Linked DNA regions of Mus musculus: all the other regions are linked to region 2. Evidence: chromatin contacts called from public Hi-C, capture Hi-C and promoter capture Hi-C data. All regions are on one chromosome and are shown on one strand. The core of a region is the stretch at or near the end of the contact, and the rest is flanking DNA. Distances in the headings are between cores, read along the strand shown.

Region 1 (2,700 bases), core at 15-2,514, 2.4 Mb before region 2:
AATGCCGCTGGCTAGTTCTTGTCTACCTGAGTGGCCTTCGCTGCCAATCATCACAGTGATCACCTGAGTTTCCATAGATGTCACACTGACATTCTCTTATTATTGACATCTCTAAAACTACGCTACTTGTCATACTAACAAGTAAAAGTACTGCACGCAGTTAGGGCATAAACAACTGACTATTAAAGGCTTACTGCCTAGAACTACACAGAGGGAAAAGCTTAGGGGCGTTTCATAAAACAAAGGGACAACTTACGTAGTGGTTCTCAACCAGTGGGTCACAATCCCTCTGGGGCGAGCAACCCTTTCATAGACTATCCTGCATATCAAATAATTACGATTCATAACAGTAGCAAAATTACAGTTATGTTTTCTTTTTGGTTTTTTCGAGACAGGGTTTCTCTGTGTAGCCCTGGCTGTCCTGGCACTCACTTTGTAGACCAGACTGGCCTCGAACTCAGAAATCCACCTGCCTCTGCCTCCCAAGTGCTGGGATTAAAGGCGTGTGCCACCACCACCCGGCAAAATTACAGTTATGAAGTAGCAGCGAAAATGATTTTGTAGTTGGGAAATCACCGCAACACGAGGAACCGTATTAAAAGGGCCACAGCATTAGGAAAGTTGAGAACTTTGAGGATCCAATTCAGTGGAGTCAGCTGTGCATGCCTTCTACCACCTACATTTGATGAATGTAGCAAGCCTACTGAGCTTAGCAACATGGACTAGCAATGGTTCCATGACAACCAGTTCTGGATGCCCTGGGTTCCAATCAGACTTCCATAATCTCAAGTCCTCTTTTGATTCACAACACACCTGACATGCTGGCTTGGTAGCACAGCACGAGCGCAATTACAACCTTTCCCAGGACAGGAAGCACAGATGGAAGGTCCAGAGACTATGGTGAGGGGACTCTTAAAGGTCTCTCCCTTAACACGGTTCAAGCCACAGAACTATCCCCCGGGTTCCAGCGCCCCTCGGCGCAAGTAATGTTCTGCTGAGAGTTCCAAAATAACAGCCCAGACTGGACGATCAGGCTCTAGGCGACCCACACGACACTACACGCTGCGCCACGGCCCGGCCTCCCTGGTCTTGCCAAGTGCCTGCATGGTTCCCAGAGGGATGCTGTCCGCTACTTGGAAGTTACCTCTTGTATCTGCAGCTCCTGATCAGGTTCCAAACGTCGTTTCCCCGGCAGCGATGCCGGTGACATGTGGGGCTTACCACACGCCCCCGCCATGCTGCGCCGCGCCGGCTACCGATCTACTGCCGCTTCCGGCAGCGGGAGCGCCTCGTGTGCCCCCAGCCAGGCTCCGCCCTACCAGGCTCTGATTGGTGAGCAGCCCGGGTGAAGCCATCTTGCGCAGGCGTAGGGTGCGGCGCAAGGGCTGGGCCGGCAAAGTAGGCAGGGGAGATCACGGCGCCTGCGCACAGAGGCTACAGGTCTGGCCCTAGCGAGAGCGCGCCGGTCGCAAGATGGCTGCGGCCATGCGAGGCCTTGCTGTGTGTGCGCAGCGGGCGGCGGAGCGGCCCGGACGGCAGGGGCAGCGACGACACTAGCTCAGCCTTCAGCCACTCTTCTAAAAGGCCACCCCAGCCTCTGCCTGCTTTCGTCCGAGATGGATCTGGCCGTGGGCCCCGGTGCAGCGGGGCCCAGCAACGTCCCGGCCTTCCTAACCAAGCTGTGGACCCTCGTGAGCGACCCGGACACAGACGCGCTCATCTGCTGGAGCCCGGTAGGAGCTGGCATGGGCCGGAGCGGCCTTCGAGGGAGGGTCCTGTGGCGGGAGGGGACCTGCTTCGGAGAAAGCGGCCTGCGAGTTAGTCGGGCTCGCCCGGGTTCAGCCATCCTGGCATCCTAGAGGGAGGACGCCGCTGTCTGGGGAGGAAGTGCGCCCCGCCCCCAGAGCCACTCACGGAGAGTAGGCCGAGACCCCAAATCATCCTACATTTCACCCGGACAATAAGGACGGGGCTTCCAGTACAGGGTCTTTGCTCACAGAGAAATAGTTCCCAGAGTCCGTCTGCGTTTCTGCTTTTTAGGCAATCATTCAGAATAAGTGGAAGGCCTAAGGAATGCATGAGAGAAGAGCGAGAATAGGAGGATGTGGAGCCTAAGCTCAGCCCCGATAGTCTCCAGACGCCAGAGCAGTTTTGCCCGGCCCTCCAAGGGCCGTGTCGAACCCTGTTCTGTTGCCTGGCAGCGGACTGTGTACACCGCACACCCTGCTGGCCCTGCATCTCTGGCTGGCTTGCAGAGGTCGTTCCGTGTTTGTGTTAAGTTGGAAAGTAGAATCTGCTGTTCACATGTGGATTCTGAGGGCCAGAGCGCGCAGAGCTAGCCGATGGTGGTGGCCTGAAGACAGGCCACCCTGATTCAATGGGAACCTTTGGAGGGATGGAGGCGGCTAGGTGCCACCACCTTGACCTTCTGCAAGCCAAATCTGGCGGGTCTCTCGGTCTCTGCGGAGCACTGCCCCCTCGCACAAGTTTCTTAAGCTGGCAAGAATGGAGAAAAGGCCTGGGTGGCAGATGGAGGCCAAGGCTTCTGGCTCTCAGTTGCCTGTTTGTTTAAACTCTGCTCTGCCTAAAGGGTGTTTTGGGAATAAAGAGAAGACTAGAAAGCACGGAACTTCACTTTTCACGAGACGGTCTTTGTGATTATCCCATGGGCTATCCGTGGGCCGCGTTGTTTTCCTGAAT
Region 2 (2,700 bases), core at 23-2,522:
GAGCCAGGATTCCACTGATGAGAGGCTGTGGCTGTTCCTGGCCAGTATGTTCTGGCTGCAGCAGCTGCTGGGACCCCTCTGGGCTCCTCCCACACTCGATAGGACTTCTTAAATGGGGAAAGCGGCTGAGTGAACACCATGTGCCAGACCTGTGCTGGGTACACAGAGATGTCTGGAGCAAAGGGAAGTCTTTGAGGAGCACACCAACTCTCTACCCCCACACAGTAGGTGCTCAAGTGGTATGGCTCTGAACTGAAACTAAGAGAGCAAAGCTTGGTGTGGTGCACAGGGCTTCCTGTAGTCACCCTTCCCCCTCCCAAGCCTGAAGGGTGCATACTGAAGTCAGCTTGCAGTTGCCCACCGGCTCTCTTGCTCTGTAGCTATGAACACCTATTGTATGCTCAGGCTGGTGTTCAGCGGAACATTTCAAAGAGAAAATCGGGTTTGGGGGTTCAGAGCAGCACCCATACATATCAAGGCCTGACAAGAAGGAAGGGCAGGCGCCTGGGACATTTGCTAAAAGAAATGAGAAAGAGTTTTACAAATAGGGGAAGCGGTCAAAGCTTGGGACTCTTTAAAGTGTAGAGTGACAGGACCTCAAGGGCTGACGAGCAGACCAAGCAGACCAGGGTATCTTGTTTACCCTGTGGCATAGACTGGACAAGGACAGTTGTCCTACCAAGCTACTATACACAATGAATGCAGAATTTTGGGGACTGATCCAAGGACATTAGTATCTGGTAGTCCCAGGTACCCCAAGTTCTGAGCCAGTGGTCCAGCAGGCAAGGGGGATGGTCAGGGAATAGTATGGTGGAGAAGAAGTCCCCAGGCAGCATCCCCTAGTGACTGGCCTGCACAGGTCCTGAAGGCCTGTCCCTTCTAGGCAGCCTTCCTTTCCCTCTAAGAGAGCAAAGGTTGTTTATACCCAGGGCGGTGATGGCAGGAGCAGCTTACCTGCTTCCCGCCACCCGCCGCGGTGACAGGACAGGCTGCGGGAAGGAAGAGCCCGCACTCAACTGCGGACCTCAGAGAGACAGACCGACGGACACTCGGCAGGCGGGTCGGACAACCCGGGGGTCGTTGAGGCCCGGAAGCAGAGAGAGAGAGAGAGAGAGAGAGAGAGAGAGAGAGAGAGAGAGAGAGAGAGAGAGAGAGAGACTCCAAACTTGAGAGAGAGAGAGACTCCAAACTTGGAGAAAGGAGTGACCTGGGGGCCGGGGGCGGAGTCGTGAGCGGGGGAGGAGAGCGCCCGCGCCAGCGCCAGCACCAGCCAGAGGAGCGCGCCGGCCCAGGAAGCCAGAGCGCCGCCCACCCATCCGGGGCGAAGCGCGCGGGGAAGCAGGCTGGGCCGGGGGCTGCCAGCCTCAACCCCCAAGGTGACTCCTCGGCCCCCTGCCCGGACCCAAGATGATGAAGAGGCAGTTGCACCGCATGCGGCAGCTGGCCCACACGGGCAGCTCGGGACGGTGAGTGTCACCCGCTTCTAGCCGTGCTATCGTTTCGCAGGACCTGAGCGAGCGCAGGAGAGTGGGGAACTGGTCACAGAGGTCGAAGATATCTAGGCAGCGGCCCTCTGGCATGCCAGAGCCCTGACCTCGTTTCCTGGGGTCTGAAGTCACTGTGGTCGCACAAGCATAGCTGGCTTTTGCGGGCGGTGGAGGGGGAGCGGGGGAAGGCACCTCCATTCCCGGTTGGAGAGGCTGCTGCAGAGAGCAGAATGCGTCCTGAGCCAAGACGCTGCCTGGAACCTCATTTGTCCCCTCCGGACAATGGGAACAGTTAGCCACCTCTAACTGGAGGGAAGGGGAGGAACGGAGCCGATCGGGGGCCCCAGACCCTGGGGGAAGGGACTGGCAGTGTTCTGGCCTGGGGAGGAGGGGCCTGCTCTGCTCTGGGTGTCCGTCCCCTCCCCCAACCCAGGGGCCTCCTGCCATTTGGTCCTGCTTCTGCTTTTCGTAGGCTCAGGTAGAGACACCCCTTGGTCTCCTCGGTTCCCAGCCCCAAAACTATGGGAGCGGAAGTTTGGGGAGTTTCTCGGAGCCTTTCTTTCTGTCCCTCTTCCCCAGCCTGGGAGTTCCCCATTCTTTGGGCCCAGAGAGGTGACCGTGTATCCAGAAACTTGATCCAGACCTTGCAGTGACACAAACACTTATATGTACCTACGAAGCCAAGCCACTCTGCCCTGAACCCATGTCCCTATGTATCCTTGGGCAGAGTCCCCAGACCTGCCCACAGCTGCAGTCCAATGTCGTATGCCTGTGGGCCTGGCCACCCCGGAGACCAGCTTCCACACTTCCCGTTCTGGGGGCCAGCTTAGGCCTCCTCTTTCCGGGCCAGGCAAACTATTTAGGGGGATGGGGAGATGAGAAACTTTTCCTCTGTCCCGAAGTTGGGCCCTGGGTAGCTCCCTCCTGCTTTTTTCGGTGTCATGGGTCCACCCTCTCCCAGGACACAGCCCTGGGTGGAGGAGGAAGCAGGCATGCATCCTCTTAACTACCATGGAATGTGCTCCAGCTACGATGTGGACGGGCCACCCAGGCTTGGTGGGTCCTGGAAGCATCTTGGGTTCAGGTTCCATGTGCAGGGGTTAGAGGGAGGCAGTGGGTTCCCTAACCCAGACTGACTCATCCAAAGCCCCCTTCCCCCACAGCACCCCGGAGACTGCCGAGTTTTTGGGTGAGGACCTGCTGCAGGTACGTG
Region 3 (2,751 bases), core at 205-2,704, 2.5 Mb after region 2:
AGGGGCAATCTCTGTGAACCTGAGGCCAGTCAGGGCTACATAGCAAGTTCTCAACCAGCAAAAAAAAAAAAAAAAAAAAAAAAAATTTAAAAAAAAAAAAACAAACTTACACATTATTTATTAGCTCCTTCCCTTAATCTATCTGGACTTGCAATCACCTGGCCAGAAAACAACCTCTCAGAAAGGCTGATTTACCAGAAGATATGCAAAAAGCTTGGAATAATTATCTTTAAAGAAGTAAAGTGCTTATACAGTCCCTGAGTCCTTCACTCCACACAGTTGCTTTCAGACCTTCATGGCTCAGCCTGCTTGTTTTTTCTAAGTTCTAATTGAAAAATATATAAAACTTTACTTTTCCCCATCTCTTTTTTTTTTATATTAACCAAAGACCCTAAACATGCACTTTCTCTGAAGACCGACCCTCCCCCATTTCTACAAGTGCTGGTGAGCTTCCATTGCTGACCCTAATTCAGAAAGCATGACTTAACATCCTCCCTCCCCTTGGCAGCTGTAGAGATTTAGTTTGTTTGTACTGTTGCGTTTTTCACCCTCAAATTCTAATGGTGCCTAAGCTTTCTTCTAATTCTGTCTTTAAAATCTTTTATCAACGAGACTAAAACAACAAAAAGGAGAAACCAATTCCCCAGTAATACTGTTTCCCAGCAGCTGGCACAACAATCATAGTACGCAGGCGAAATACTCTCCAGTTAGTCCTGCAAGCACACTGGTCTTTGAAGGAAAAAAAAAAATTCCTAAAGTAGCTGAAGTGACAGCGCTACAACTAACGTGGGTATAAATAATTCCCAACAAAATTCCATGCAATTAAAATCGTTGTAAGGCCAAGTACAGATAACTGAAGTTATAGAATAAATAAGTTACCACTATTAATATTTTAAACGACACATGGGTCAATGCGACTTAAACAAGACGCCAGGTTCAAGAAAAACAATCCCTTAGTAAAAGCTTTGTCTTCGTTCGCGCATTATTTCCACTGCTCAAATATTCACAACCCAAACACACCCCCATAAAGACTTAACTGCGGGGGGTGGGGGGGAACCAACTCTAACCTCTGCTTTTCCACCCCTAAGTTGCCCAACGCTCCAGATCCCTCCGAGAACCTCTCGAAGCCACTAAGAGCCACGAAGGGGCCTAGAACCGCTCCCCTCCTCCCTACGCCAGCTCGGGGCCCACTCCCCAACCCCCAACTTTCCGTCCCCAACGGTCCACGGGGCCCAGGGCTCTCACCTCTCCACCCACTCCCTCAGGAAGCGCATTTCCTCGGTGTGCAGGACGCTCGGGTCCTGCCTACACATCTTCACGAAGGCCCGAAGCTCGCTCACTTTGCGGGGATCCATGGTGGGAGGCTGGAAGCTGAAGGCGGTGGGCGGCTGCGGAGGCACGATGCCAGGCCCGGGAGCGGCTCAACGTGACCAAGTGGAAGGGGGCGGCTGCCGCGAGGCAGAACAGACTAGAACCTCCCCGGCCGCTGGCTCCTCCCCCCCAACGGCCTCGTGACCCCGGGCCTTCGCTCGCTCATTCCCACTCCTACCTCTGGACCTGTGCTCCGCCTAGAACCTTCTAGAAGTGTAGCTGCCCGTGACAATGCCTGCTTCGATCGGCGAACAGTCTCACTCGGATTCTTTCCTCTGACCTAATTCCCCGGGATGGATGAAGGACCTTGTGTCTGTGCGCTTTCAAGCGGGACATAGGGAGACATTTGGAATAAGATATTTCTTCTGTGAAGATGGGCATTAAGCAGAACGAGACGCCGCATGGAGGAGGGGGGAAAATAAATAAATGCCCGTGGGGCCGGCGCGCCCAAAACCTAGCCGAGTGACGTCACTGCTCTGCGCCGCCCCGGGAAGAAAGCCCGCGAGCCGCGCCTGCCGGAAGGGGCCGAGCAGTTGACTGGTTTCCTGGCGACGCGGCTGTGCTAGTGGCTTTCCCCAGAGTTTGTACTTTTCCTGACCAGTGGTTACAGGCCATGCCGTCTCTGCTCTCAACCCCCAAGCTGGCTCCCGTTCTAGCAAGGCTCCGCGGCCTCTCAGGTTAGAGTCTTTCCTGCCGGCGTCCCCTTCAGGTTCTTCCTTTGGAGAAAGCCTAAAGCAGCCCAAAGAGCTACAAGTTGATGATCCGTGGTTCTTCACCAATCGGCACCTGATCCCCCCTCACCACCCACGGATTTTTCTTTTGATCGATTGCTCTGGGAAAGAGTGGGCTTTAGGTTCTGTTATTCTGGGAAAGCTGGAGTGACTGAAGAGGAGGGAACTCCAAGGGATTGTCTTCAAAGTTACTCGAATTCTAAATTGGTAGCTTTTATCATCACACTTGACTAAATTGTTTAATGTCAAGTAGCGTGTGTGTGTGTGTTAGGTCAGGGTAAATCTTTCGCCTTTTCATAGGTTTCATCGGAGAGCTAGCTCAAAAGATAGAGCCGGGCTGTGGTGGCGCACGCCTTTAATCCCAGCACTTGGGAGGCAGAGGCAGGCGGATTTCTGAGTTCGAGGCCAGCCTGATCCAAATACAGAGTGAGTTCCAGGACAGCCAGGACTATACAGAGAAACCCTGTCTCGAAAAGAGAGAGAGAGAGAGAGAGAGAGAGAGAAAGAGAGAGAAGAAACACGTCTAGAAACAAATGCTTTGTGCAATTCAGTTTGTAAAGAACTAAGCGAGGGACGTGCCTAAGTCTTACATAAACAGTCAAGGTGATAGAGCACGGAGAATGTGAACCCTCCGTGTACAATATGGTGA
Region 4 (2,700 bases), core at 18-2,517, 2.2 Mb before region 2:
ACATGTTAGACCCACACAGACCAGGACTCTGAGACTGACTGGCATGCTGGGTCTTCAAGTGGGAAGGCAGGACAAAGTTCCTGGATACTGGCAACCTTGGAAGCCAGCTTGGTATGGGTGAGGTGGCCCCGAATAGAAATACTGGCTAGGCTGGGGCAGGAGAAAGTACCCTGACAGTAAAGTTTGTTGCGGATTGCTTCCTCCAGATCAGAACTGAGAAGGGATGAGAGGCCCTCCTTTCTTCCAGGTCTTCAGAAGGACACAGGACTGACTCCCCAGGGCACAAAAGAAGATTTACTTAGTTGTTCAGATATGGAAGGACACTTTTGGGGGTGTGGCTGCCAGAATTGGAGCCCTGTCTCCAGGAAAGAAGTTTCTTCACCCAGGGGTCTAGAAGTGAGGGACAGTATTGATGAGCAGTAGAAAAGGGTGGGTACCTGTTCACAGATCTCTACATGGTCAGCTGAAAAGAATGTGGAATCTATCAAGGAGGCACCCTGGAGGAACCAGAAGGTGAAGAGATCTACGGAGGAGAATGGAAATTCAGACTGGGGAGTAAAGGGTACCATCGAACACAGAAAATGAGATTCAGAGCAAGAAAGGATAAGGAGCCTCGAGAGACAGGAGCGGGGTTTCGTAGACCTGGAAGGTGGATGTTTGGATAGGAAGGATTCCCGGCCACCGGCCACAGGCCTCCAGGCAACGCGGCGCCGGGCCGGGCCGGCGGCCCTACCTGGTACACGGAAGCCTTGGGCAGGTCCAGGCACACGGTGCAGCACAGCACCGAGTAGAGACGCTCCTCCAGCTTTCCACTGCCCGCTGCCACTGCCGCCGCCGCCGCCTCGGCTGCCTCGGCCGCCCGCAGCCGCTTCTTGGGCGGCGCGTCGGGGTCGCCGGCCGCCTCTTGCAGCTGCCGAGCGCCGGCCAGGGCCGCCTCGTCCGGGATCCCGGGCCCCGCCGCCTCGCCCAGAGCCGCCGCAGCCGGCCCCGCGGCAGCCCCAGGCCCGGCCCCTACCCCGACCCCGGCCGGCACGGCACCCGCGGGCCCTGCAGCCGGGCCACCCCCGCCGGCCTCCTCGGCGCCGGACATCACGGCCGGCCGGCCCGGCGGGCGGGTGCCGGCGCGCTCGCCGGCTGGAAGTTAGGGTCGCCGCGCGCCCTTGCCGGCTTCTCACTGCCGCGGCGACCCCGCAGCCTGCCCACCGTGCAGCTGCCTCAGTGGGCCTGGCCCGCCCGTCGGCCCGCAGCCGCCCCGGCCACCAACCCCGGCGCGGCCGCCATCTTTGTTTTCGCTGCGGACCCCCCCCCCACGCCACCGCCCCCTCGCCCTCCTGATCACGTGGGCCTCGCGCAAGCCAATGGAAGCGCCGCGAGGGCCAAGACGACGCGGCGGCCACCTCCAATGGACGAGCGAGGACGCCAGAGAGCCCACCCACCCTCGAAGGTGAACAGAAGGGGGTGGGGTCCAGGAGGGGATCCGGAGAAGGGCGGGGGGTGGGGGGATTTGGGGAGTCCGCCCTTGGAGAGGTACCATCAGCTTCGGGGTCTGGAGAGGCCCCCAGACTTCAGACTCCTCGAGAGTGCAAAGCGCCCCTAAGCCTCCCATGTCGCGCTCGCGCGCGGGGGGTGGGGGGGGATGCCTGTGCCAATGTGTACAGAAATTCGGGCTTGTGTGTGCAAGGCTCTGGCCTAGCTGACCGGAGTATTAGAGCAGGATCTTGAAAAACGCACCTACCACCACTCTTGCGCGACGGTATAAAGGTCAACAAGATGCAAGTACAGGAACAGCGAAGGATTATTGGGTTCACTCCCTAACCCACCTCTTTCGTCCCAACCTCAGAGTTGGAGAAAGAAAGAGTTGGAGTAGAAGAAAGAAAGAGTTGGAATAGAAGAAAGAGGGGGTTTTAAGTTATAAGGTATGTCTTGCACAGACAAGAGGGTGTCAAACAGGTAGTAATCAAGTCAGTCCAGAGAGATGTGCAATTTCTGGGAATCGCTGAGGGTATAGCACTCTTCTGCCCTTTATGAAAACAGCCATCAGTTTGTGAAGGTCATTGCCCCAGAGGGCCACCTGCCAGGTCCACCAAGGATATATGCAAATTTACTGTGTCCCAGGAAACCAAGGCCCAAAACTCTCTTCTCACGGGAAGTTGGTTTTTTTTTTTCTCTTTTCTTTTTTAAAAATGTTTTTCTTTCTTCTTTTTCTTTTCTTTCTTTCTTTTTTTGATACAGGGTCTCACTATATGTTGCACTGGCCATTCTGGAACTCACTATGTAGGCCAGCCTGGCCACCCACAACTCACAGAGATCTGCTTGTCTCTGCCTCCCAACTGGAATTAAAGACCTGCACCACCATGCCTGGCACTCTGGGGGTTCTCTTGGCAAGTCTACCAGGATGCCAAAGTGAATAATACCTTCTGCTACTTACAGCCCATCCCCCACTCCTTTACTCAGGGAAATCACCTTACAGGCCTTAGGAAGCTAGCTCAAGAATAAACAAATTCCATACTCCTGTATATTCCTTACGTTTATTGGAAATCAGGTCTCTGACTCACAACCATGTTCCTCCCAGGCCCCAAGTGTCCTGAAGACCTGTTGTTAGCATTCTGGTTTAGGTAAACTTCCACACATGCATGACTAGAGAAGGGATAGCACCCAAGCTCTGCCCATTAGTAAAATTATAACAGGCTCTACATGTGG
Region 5 (2,700 bases), core at 29-2,528, 2.2 Mb before region 2:
CCGGCTGAGGGATGATCGGAGCTGCTGGAGCTGGCCCAGCCTCGGCCGGGGCTCAGGAACCCGAGGAAGTGCATCGTCAGCTTCGTCTGGACAGGGGGATTCAGTCTTTGAGCCTGGTGGCCTTGGGGCAGGAACTGTGGACAAGGATCTCTTCTGAAGCTGGAGTTTTCTGCTCTGGGTTGGTCCAGTCTAGAAAGACAGAACAGCAAATCGGAATTCAGGACCTGGGTTACTGCAGAAGTTTGGGACAGACAATAAGAGTGGAGATGCCTGAGCACCGTTAGGAACCTAGTCCCAGTTATTACAGGAGCGTACGTGCGTGCTATAAGGAAGGGTGGACATAGAAGGACCCTGGCAAACCACCCAAGGGCCAAAGGCAGTTCTGGGTTCACCTCCACGTCTTACCTGTGTTGTGTTTTTCAGATTGGCTTTGAGCCTCTTCCCATAGTCTTGTACAGAACTCAGTAGGCTCTGTTTTGGCATAGACTGCGTATTCTGCGTTGCAGCTCGACTCAGGTGGGGACCCCAGCAGCTTGGCTCCTGTGCCTGCAGTAGATAGTAGCAACCTAGACCAGTTTAAAAGATGGCATGGGCACAGAAGTGCCTCTAAAGCTTCCCCTAACCCCCATGGGAGGACCTGGCCACCCAACTTCTGTGCTCCATGGAGGCACGGCTGCAAAATGCTCTCGGTTCCTGCCATTTGGACCACAGACCGCTGAGAGTGGGATTCACTGATACCTCCTCAGCTGCCTCGGCAAGTGATTGCTCTAGGACACGATGTCTGTCGTCAGCCTGACGCACCGCCTGCTTTAGGTTACGGTACTCACGGTAGAGCGCTGGGAAGGCAGAAGTCGGCGGTCAGGGGCATACCCACTAACATTCGCCCTGTCCCTGGTCCACCAGCCCAGTGCTCACCGCGGGTCTCTTCAGGTGCCGCCTCCACATCCCCCTAGGAGAGAAGCTTGTCAGCAACAGGCTGCGCCAGGATCCCCCACTTGCCGCCCCTGTCCGGACCCTAACTCCACCTCACCTTCGCTGGCCGTCGCCCGTGCAGCCGTGCAAAAGCGCGTTCCCACTCCTGTAGCCGCGCGCGAACGGTCGCGAGCCGCTCCATGGCAGCCCGAACGTGAGTTTAGGGGAAATCTCCCGCCGCCACCGTAAAGTCCTGTCCTTAGCCAATGAGAGCGGCCGCCGGGCGGTGCTGCAGATGCTCTGAGCCCCCCGGGGAGGGGGCGGGCCTATGAGTTGTTGCGTCATCACAGCGCGCCCCGGCGCTGCGCGGAGCTGGGCGAGGCTTGCTGGGCGAGGAAGGGTTGCAGGCCTTGGTAGTCGGGGAGGCGGATGAGCGGGGGCCGCGGGGCTGGGATTCGAGTCGAGCTGAGAGTCAAGCAGCCGTTAGTGGTCAGGGCACTTGGACGGCAGGTTCGACGGGGACTGGCGCTTGAAGACCACGGCTGAGGCGGATTCTCGGGAGGTGCCGCCGGCGCGCGGGGATGGGCCGCAAGCGAAGGGAGACCTAGGGGCGGGCGAGGCCGGTCTCGGCCTGTGGCTCCAGGCTCGCCCGGGTCAGTTGATGTTCCGGGCTTTTTGTTTTCTCCAAGGATCCGAGCGTGCGCGTCTGTATGCCGCAGAGACCGCTGTGTCCTGTGTGCAGTAGCATCACCCAGAAGCAATCCTTGCTTGGAGGCCAGGCGGGCTGCCACCGGTTCCTCTTATGACAGGTGTTTGGTTGGCTTGTCCTGTCAGTTAGGCAGTCCTATTATCTTAAGCTAGAGCCAGATCAAGGACAGTCACGCGGGGTTCCCCAGGGACGCGTGCCTTAAGGACTCGTAGGAGATGTTAGAAGCAAGCAAACCCTGGGCTTCATCAGTCTTTCTGGTCCCCAGTCTTGTCCCTTGCTGCGGCTTTGCGTAAGGCCTAGGCCCTGGTTTTCCATTCTGTTGTGGGCTGAGGACTGTAGCATAGTTCTGAGGGTAAGGTGTTTTGCCCACAGGAAGTCTACTGACCCAGGATAGCAAGAATCATTCAGGCTCAGGATCTTTTGTATGTGGCTTCTCAGCTGGAACGCTTTAGCAGTTTTGGCTTGGATCGTTATGAATCTCGTGAATTTAAGACATGGTTTCTCAGTGAAGAGGAGGTACCCGAATAGGAGACAAGGACCACAGAGGGTGAGAGTTGCTCTTCCTCAGGGATTTCTCTGCCTAGTTATACCCTAGAAATCCGCTATCTCTGGAGTTCAAACTCAGGGCCTTGGTCTCAGATGCTGCACACCATCTGTTCACAGGATCCTTTAAAAAACAAAAACAAAAAAAAAACCCCAGAGCCTGGCACTCACTAAGCTGTGTTAGACTTCTTTAACTCCAAAGGCACATCTACGTGGAGGGTCAGGATGTTAGGCTACTGGCTCTGGAGGAATCCTCTGTTGTCAGTCTGGTGGGAAGAGAGGTCTGGGATTTACTTCACTTTAGAAAATATTTACTTTCCCTAGTCGTAGGAAAATACACCATGTGCATGTGAAAGCTTCAGGTCAAAAGGGGGCACCTGCATCAGTTCCATGTGGCTGTGACATACCATGTTGGTTCTGGAAACCAGGCTGGGGTCTTTTGCAAGATCGGTAAATGCTCATAACTGCTGAACCATTTCTCCACCCCACCCTCCCACCCCCATTTTACAAGCAAACATGCAAATCTACTAGAACTC

What was found. Promoter capture Hi-C pulls out the DNA fragments that hold promoters and counts their contacts. A called contact is a pair of places that touch in the nucleus more often than the background predicts. Capture Hi-C pulls out chosen DNA fragments and counts their contacts.
Region 1: a contact with region 2 is called in a capture Hi-C map of embryonic stem cells, with 4 times the contacts expected there. The contact joins the promoter of Bop1 here to the promoter of Sh3bp1 in region 2. A contact is called at or near these places in 2 of 39 promoter capture datasets (hippocampal neurons and liver), 2 of 115 datasets of contacts at active chromatin or transcription factors (large pre-B cells and pro-B cells) and 2 of 9 other capture datasets (adipose tissue and embryonic stem cells).
Region 3: a contact with region 2 is called in a promoter capture Hi-C map of pre-B cells, with 4 times the contacts expected there. The contact joins the promoter of St13 here to the promoter of Sh3bp1 in region 2. A contact is called at or near these places in 2 of 39 promoter capture datasets (neutrophils and pre-B cells).
Region 4: a Hi-C map of B cells shows a contact between it and region 2, with 5 read pairs. The contact joins the promoter of Cyhr1 here to the promoter of Sh3bp1 in region 2. A contact is called at or near these places in 1 of 39 promoter capture datasets (hippocampal neurons), 1 of 484 Hi-C or Micro-C datasets (B cells), 2 of 115 datasets of contacts at active chromatin or transcription factors (embryonic stem cells and fetal liver) and 1 of 9 other capture datasets (adipose tissue).
Region 5: a contact with region 2 is called in a promoter capture Hi-C map of hippocampal neurons, with 6 times the contacts expected there. The contact joins the promoter of Lrrc14 here to the promoter of Sh3bp1 in region 2. A contact is called at or near these places in 1 of 39 promoter capture datasets (hippocampal neurons), 4 of 115 datasets of contacts at active chromatin or transcription factors (embryonic forebrain, embryonic hindbrain, embryonic stem cells and 1 more) and 2 of 9 other capture datasets (adipose tissue and liver).

What each region holds. Positions count from the first base shown.
Region 1 is chr15:76,475,985-76,478,684 of GRCm38.p6, forward strand. Bop1 (block of proliferation 1) reads right to left here and starts at 1,265. Exons shown (of 16, transcript NM_013481.2): 1 at 1,145-1,265. The coding sequence starts at 1,237. It overlaps Hsf1 (heat shock factor 1), which reads left to right and starts at 1,378. Exons shown (of 13, transcript NM_001331154.1): 1 at 1,378-1,733. The coding sequence starts at 1,617.
Region 2 is chr15:78,898,496-78,901,195 of GRCm38.p6, forward strand. Sh3bp1 (SH3-domain binding protein 1) reads left to right here and starts at 1,273. Exons shown (of 18, transcript NM_001316684.1): 1 at 1,273-1,466; 2 at 2,651-2,693. The coding sequence starts at 1,408.
Region 3 is chr15:81,398,240-81,400,990 of GRCm38.p6, forward strand. St13 (suppression of tumorigenicity 13) reads right to left here and starts at 1,455. Exons shown (of 12, transcript NM_133726.2): 1 at 1,246-1,455. The coding sequence starts at 1,355. Xpnpep3 (X-prolyl aminopeptidase 3, mitochondrial) reads left to right here and starts at 1,899. Exons shown (of 10, transcript NM_001347075.1): 1 at 1,899-2,048. The coding sequence starts at 1,985.
Region 4 is chr15:76,655,627-76,658,326 of GRCm38.p6, forward strand. It overlaps Cyhr1 (cysteine and histidine rich 1), which reads right to left and starts at 1,268. Exons shown (of 4, transcript NM_001357882.1): 1 at 734-1,268. The coding sequence starts at 1,090.
Region 5 is chr15:76,709,363-76,712,062 of GRCm38.p6, forward strand. Lrrc14 (leucine rich repeat containing 14) reads left to right here and starts at 1,279. Exons shown (of 4, transcript NM_001358891.1): 1 at 1,279-1,565. Recql4 (RecQ protein-like 4) reads right to left here and starts at 1,197. Exons shown (of 22, transcript NM_058214.3): 1 at 1,031-1,197; 2 at 916-949; 3 at 739-836; 4 at 406-546; 5 at 1-189. The coding sequence starts at 1,114.